Regions from separate parts of the Phocoena phocoena genome. Here region 2 is linked to region 1. Evidence: chromatin contacts called from public Hi-C data. All regions are on one chromosome and are shown on one strand. The core of a region is the stretch at or near the end of the contact, and the rest is flanking DNA. Distances in the headings are between cores, read along the strand shown.

Region 1 (3,186 bases), core at 358-2,857:
GCGGCTTGTAGCAGCAGGGTCCGTGCAAGAGCAGCTTGCGCAGGGGCACTAGCGGGATGGTGTGCGCGCCCACCAGCTCCTGCTGTTGGTGACGCGCGTCGTCCCGCCGCTTGAGCCGTTTAAATTCCGCCAGAGCGTTGGCTGACGTCTGGTAGAGCAGCAGGGCCATGGCCTGCGCCTTCTCGGGCTTGGACACCAGCACCGCGTGGCAGCGCAGCATTACCGCCTTGTGTTTGAGCTCGTGCCGGTACACCCAGGCGAAGACCTTGGGCAGTCGCGCGTCCGCCACGCAGTAGGTAACGCGATGCAGCAGGTAGAGGTGGCCCGGCCGGCGCAGCGCACGCTCCTCGGCGTGCACCATGCGGATACCCTGCGCACTCACTGTCAGCTTCATCTTGGTGCCCTGACGGCCCGCCTCGCTCTTGCTCCAGATCTTGCCCACCGCTAGGTCGGTGCAGCCGTCGCCGCGCGCCTGGATGGTGGTGGCATTGCCCAAGTAGAGCACGGTGTAAGTTGGGTCCTCGCTGGTGATGTGCAGCTTCTTGCGCTTGGAGCGGAACATGCTGCCCACCCGGCTGAGCGCGCCTTCGGGGCACGCCCGTGCCAGAGAGCTGAGCGCCGAGTAGTGCAGGCTCACCGCGTAGCCCTTGGGTTTGGACGCCTGCCGTGGCGGCGCCTCGGCCAGCAGCTCGAACTTGTGCTTCTTCCACGGCAGCATCTCCGGAGGGCGCCCCAGCGCAGCTGGGCGGCGGCGGCGGAGCGCCGATTGAGAACCCGGCTGAGCCACCCGCCCCGGCCGGGCTCGGCCGGGGCAAGACCGAAAAATAAAACTCTGCTGGGAGTGGCCCAGTTGGAGGGAGTGGGGGCGGGGGAGATGTTCGAGAGCCCCGCCGAAAGAGGTAGGGGTAGAATTTTTTTAAAGAGGATTTAACTGCAAGGAGAGGGGGTGGGTAGGAGCACACAGATTTACCCCAGCCTGGGCAGGACCAGGGCAAAGAGTCTTGGGCAAGCAAAATGAGAGAAAGCACGAGAGTGGAGCAGAAAATGTCTTTAGAAAAAAGGGATGCGTGCGTGTAGCAAAAGCAGCCGGGATGGTGCGAGAATACGCAGGAACTCCTCGGCGAAGGTGAAAAGGGGCCCCCTCTCACACACACAATCCCCAGGGCTAGGGCCAGAAACCGCGGAAACTCAACCGCGAGTGTGCCCAGGGGTCGGTGATCCCCACCCCCAAGAGGTGCTGTAGGCAGAGAGCCCCTCGGCTGAGCGGGTCCCAGAATCAGCTGCTTGCCCCGAGTGCGCTCAGATGGTGGGTCCAGCTGGCCGCGGCGGGCCCAGCGCAGCAGTCCCGCCGTGGCTCACTGCATTTTCTCTCCCGCAGGACGCCGGGGACTCTGGCTTCGCCGGCTCACTGTCCGAGCTGGCTCCGCCAGGGCAGCGCCGGCCTCCGAGGGCGGGGCGTGCGCATGGTCGGCTCCGGGGATGGTCGCTACCTCATTTCTTCTCTCCGGAGGGTGTCCGACTGCGCTCCCGGGATCCCCTGGCTCGGCTGCCCGCCTTTGCAGCGCGCCCCCTCCGGTGTCGCGAGAGGTATCTGCCTCGCCAGCCTCATATCCTAGCCGTCTGGGAGGAAGATCTCGGGTAAATATAGGCCGGCGCGAACCATTCGCCGCGCGGGGACAGGGGAGGAGCGGAGAAGAGGATCTGTTTCGGGCTTGGAAGGTCGGCGGGTTACTGGTCTCTTAAAGGGACCTGGTTGCAGCCATTGGTTGAGGGAAAGGGGAGAACGGGCCAACCTGGCAATTAAATCCCAAGTTTACCAGCAGAAATTCTGTAGAATTTATCTACAAAAATCGCCAAGACCTTTGGTTACCCCGCAAGAAAAGCAACTTGAATTCTGACACTCCACCCCCAGCCTGAATTGCGACTCACTGATGTGTGTCTCCATCGGAACTTCTGGGGGAGGTGGTGGAGGGTGGGATTTACACTATAAAATACAAAAAGGTTGGGGAAATAGTGATTCTTTCCGTGTGTAATAGCTTTCTGAAATTGACTGGGTGCTGTTTAATTTTTTTTTTCCAAAATTTTATTCTATTAAAGAAAATAAAGAGGGGCAAAGAAAACGCTGGGACTTATCTTTCACCATCTTGGAGCCCTTTCTCCACAGGCAAAGAGCAGATAGTGAAAAGAGATGAGTGGTAATGGGATGGTTAGAGTGAACACTATAGTACGTGTTTGGTAAATAAGGTGCTTCCAGCTTCTAACCCCCAGCAGTGCCCCCTCCTTCTGTCAGGCCTCAGAGTAGAGCAGTTTTCTGAGATATACTCAATTTCTAAGTGATGCTTGTGTGTGGTTAGAACTCAGTTTATAATTTGGCAGGCCAGTCATTTAGTTTTATTACATCATTGTCACATTATGGATGAGAATTCCTAGTAAAAATTCAAATGATGTTTTTTATTTGTGTCAAATAATGCCCGGCCACCCTCCACAGAGAATGATTAACATTAATCATTCTTTTCTCTTGTGCCAGCTGGATAATGTCGCTTTAATCATCTGGCCGGCTTGACCCTTGGCTAGTAACTCATTTCTGGGCCCTCGAAACAACGGGCTTGCCTCTACGGTCTGCTCAATCAAAGCAAAACCACTTCTAGCTGGAATGTGCAGGTGACCCTACATCAAACTCCCAAGCTCATCCCAGAGGAGGAGAGTAGGCCCTCCCACTCCCCAGGCCCAGTCTACTGGGGATCTAGATGTCTCTGGCTTCCATACCAGGTTCTGATTTCAAAACAACTGTAACTCCTCATGGAAATTCTCTGGCCCTCTACCTTTACTAACTTTTAACCTTTCTTTGAACTCTAACCCAATTTTCTAGAGTCACTGGTGCTGCGTTTCAATTTAACTAACTTTCCTGAGTACCTTCTGGTACCAGGCCCTGAGCTGGGAACAGACCTAATTCCTGTCTCCAAGAAGCTCCCAGTCCAGTGAAGGATGTAAACTTCACCCACCTCTGGGCTTCTTCTGGAATGTAAGTTCTGTGAGAGCACCCTATCTCCCTCCAGTGCCTGACACTACTTAATTGTTGAATGAATGAATGACATATGCATGTAAACAAGAAGACAGAGGGAACTAAATGCCCTGAGACAAGACCCAAAGTACTCTGAGAAGCTGGAAGAAAATGTTCTTTGTGAC
Region 2 (3,151 bases), core at 253-2,752, 570 kb before region 1:
TGAGGCATAAGTACTAATATTAGCCCCATGTTACATAGGGGTGTGATTGCAGCTCAGAGAGATTACCTCCCTTGAAGTCTAACAACTCCTAGTTAGCTGTAAATCCAGCTCTCTGGTGCCTGTGGGAGCAGCTGTGCTCAGGGTCTTCCTACTCTGCCATCTTGCTTCCCCCCGCACGTGCCCAAATCCAGCTCTCTTAACCACAATGTCATCTGCTGAAGCTTGTGGTAAAATACACTCAACTCAGAGTCTGAGTTATCACTTTCAGTGCTAATCTTGGCTGGAAGTTTGGGCTTTGGAAGTGGTATGGCTTGAGTGGGGATCCATTATTTACTAGCCAACTAGATTTGGGCAGTTCACTTCTCTAAATCTCAATTTCCTCAATTGTAAAGTGCAAATAAGCAAATAATACCTCTACCTCTTACAGCTGTGTGGATTAAATGAACTAAAGTAATACCTGTTACTAAAGTGAGATAATTCTGCTATTGTTCCCCACCCCCCAAGGTGAGTAGCATGTATTGAACTTGTTGCTAAGCACTCTTTAGAGGTCCAAGGTTTTTCAGAGAAGTGTTGCTCCAACTGAAAAGAAGAAGAGTTAAAAACGAGATGAATTGTGGTTCTGGGGACCACACATTCAGAAATAATGGCATGGCACAGTAAACGGGTGAGAGAATTTGTGATTGCATTTGTGCCTGCGTTTTCACCTGCACCTCTTTCAAGCATGCAGACCACTTGTACATGTTTACGTAAACACTGTAGTGTGTCATTGGTCCTCAGAAGACTCAAGTTAATGGGCTTTTATGTAGTTGGCAGTGTCCAGCTATATTGTCAAACCTGCCACTGTGTGACCCTGGGCAAGTGACCTCAGTTATGCTTCAGTTAAGAATTTGCAAAACTACCGGGTACATATTAAGCCTCTTTTAAAGTGTTAAAGTTAAAAAAAAAAAAGTATCCTTTAGATTGCCTCTGGTCCGCCTCAGAGGTGCCAAGTGAGGTGAGCAGGACATTTACACCTCTGGTGTCAATCCTACTTCACCGAGAATAGGGAGGGAGTTGCTAGTTTAAATTCTTTAGCCCCAGATAGTCTCCAAGGTGTGAAAGGAGTCGGGGAGAGGACTTAAAGCCTTCAAGAAATTAGGGTGGAAAAGGTATATAGAGAAAATTTTTCTTTGTGAGTCCAGTTTAGTCTTTTTGCTACCGAAGTCTTAGCTTCGGTTTCTAGCGTCTGGGGCTGGGCACTTAAGAGGGCCATTTTTCACGGACGGTACAGCCAGCGGGCTTGTATGCCCGAGTCCTCACCGGCTTCTCTGACCACTCTGGGGCGGCTCCTGCGGACCCGCGGCGCATCCCCGATGTAATCCTTCTGAGCCTAGGACCCAGCGGCTGCCGGGCAGCCCTGGCCCCGCCTCTCGGCGCATCAGCGCCCGCGGATTGGTAGCGCGGCTCCGCCTCCGCCATGGCTGCCGCCCGCCGCCGGGGCTACTAAGTAGCTGCAGGGGTACTGTTCTCCGCTGCGGCTCCCCGGCCGCCCTGTCCGCGGGAGGGTGGCGCATGGGTCTCCTCCGAGGCGCGCCCCCATGCGCTCGGGCTATGGCGCGTCTGGGCGCTGTGCGCTCCCACTACTGCGCGCTGCTGCTGGCCGCGGCGCTTGCCGTCTGTGCCTTCTACTACCTCGGCTCCGGCCGGGAGACCTTCTCCAGCGCCACCAAGAGGCTGAAGGAGGCCCGCGCCGGAGCCCCTGCCGCGCCCTCGCCGCTGGTGCCGGAGCTGGCGCAGGGCTCCGTGGCGCCGGCCCCGGGTGCTAAGGCCAAGAGCCTGGAGAGCGGCGGGGCCGGGCCGGTGGACTACCACCTGCTGATGATGTTCACCAAGGCGGAACACAATGCCGCGCTGCAGGCCAAGGCCCGCGTCGCGATCCGCTCCCTGTTGCGCCTCGCTAAGTTCGAGGCGCACGAGGTGCTTAACCTGCACTTCGTGAGCGAGGAGACCAGCCGCGAGGTGGCCAAGGCCCTGCTGCGGGAGCTGCTACCGCCCGCCGCCGGCTTCAAGTGCAAGGTGAGCGGGGCCTCAGCCGGAGGTTCCGGGTGGGTAGCTCGGTCAGCGCGCGCGCCCGGCCAGGCTCCAGGGGTCAGGAGGGAGGTGTCTTCGTTGCGCTGCCCACTGCCAACGCCAGTAGAAGCCTAACCTCTCAACCCGATCCCCCTGGCTGAAGTGTGCATTCACAGCACGCTGGAGGCGTCGTCCGGGGGCGTGTCCGGGAGCCTCGTTGTTAGCCGACTACCCTGACCGCGTCTCCCCCTTTAACTGCGGCCTCCTTGAGAACTGGCACTCCCCGTCTTTGCTAGCGTTACAGGATTCAGCAGTCAGTGCCTTCAGAGCCTGCCCCTCTTTTTATTCTTCTCAGTCTTTGACTTTTTTTAAAAATAAATTTATTTTGTTTATTTTATTTTTGGCTGCGAAGGGTCTTCGTTGCTGCGCGCGGGCTTTTCTCTGGTTGCGGCGATGCGGGGGCTACTCTTCCTTGTGGTGCGCAGGCTTCTTATTGTGGTGGCTTCTCTTGTTGGGAACACGGGCTCCAGGTGCGCGGGCTTCAGTAGTTGTGGCTCACGGGCTTAGTTGCTCCGCGGCATGTGGGATCTTCCCGGACCAGGGCTCGAACCCGTGTCTCCTGCATTGGCAGGCGGCTTCTTAACCACTGTGCCACCAGGGAAGCGCCTCAGACTTTTACTTTTGAGGATGGAGCAGGTCATTTGAACGTACCAATATGCTTCTGGTGCATAGTCTGCTGGACAGGGTCTTCGGCCGCTTGAATTGTTCAGGTTACAGTGACATTTCTCATAGCTCATTTTCTCTAAGGTATTTCAGTCGGAACTAGTCAAGCCCAAACCCAGCCAGTGTGAACCATCTCATCTCCTCTGTGTGCCCCCTTCTCCCCTACCCTCAAGGGTCCTGAACCCATTTAGAGAAGCACCGGGTTCCTCCCAGGAGGTACAGATAAGATCTGGGGAGAGCAGAGCTAGTCACCTTGTCCCAGGCTGGACCCACCTGCGTCCCCATCATCTCGCTTCACCTCCTGGCTCTGCTTGTCAGAGATTGGATTCCTAGCTTAGAGTTAATGGTCTCAGTTAAATTGCTTGCCTCGTTTTGACCT

Evidence for each region. Hi-C and Micro-C count contacts between places; a contact is called where the count stands out from the background.
Region 2: a Hi-C map of kidney shows a contact between it and region 1, with 10 times the contacts expected there. The contact joins the promoter of XXYLT1 here to the promoter of FAM43A in region 1. A contact is called at or near these places in 2 of 2 Hi-C or Micro-C datasets (kidney and lung).

Annotation. Positions count from the first base shown.
Region 1 is chr4:72,147,086-72,150,271 of mPhoPho1.1, reverse strand. It overlaps FAM43A (family with sequence similarity 43 member A), which reads right to left and starts at 1,607. Exons shown (of 1, transcript XM_065876975.1): 1 at 1-1,607. The coding sequence starts at 718.
Region 2 is chr4:72,716,895-72,720,045 of mPhoPho1.1, reverse strand. It overlaps XXYLT1 (xyloside xylosyltransferase 1), which reads left to right and starts at 1,502. Exons shown (of 4, transcript XM_065876655.1): 1 at 1,502-2,055. The coding sequence starts at 1,552.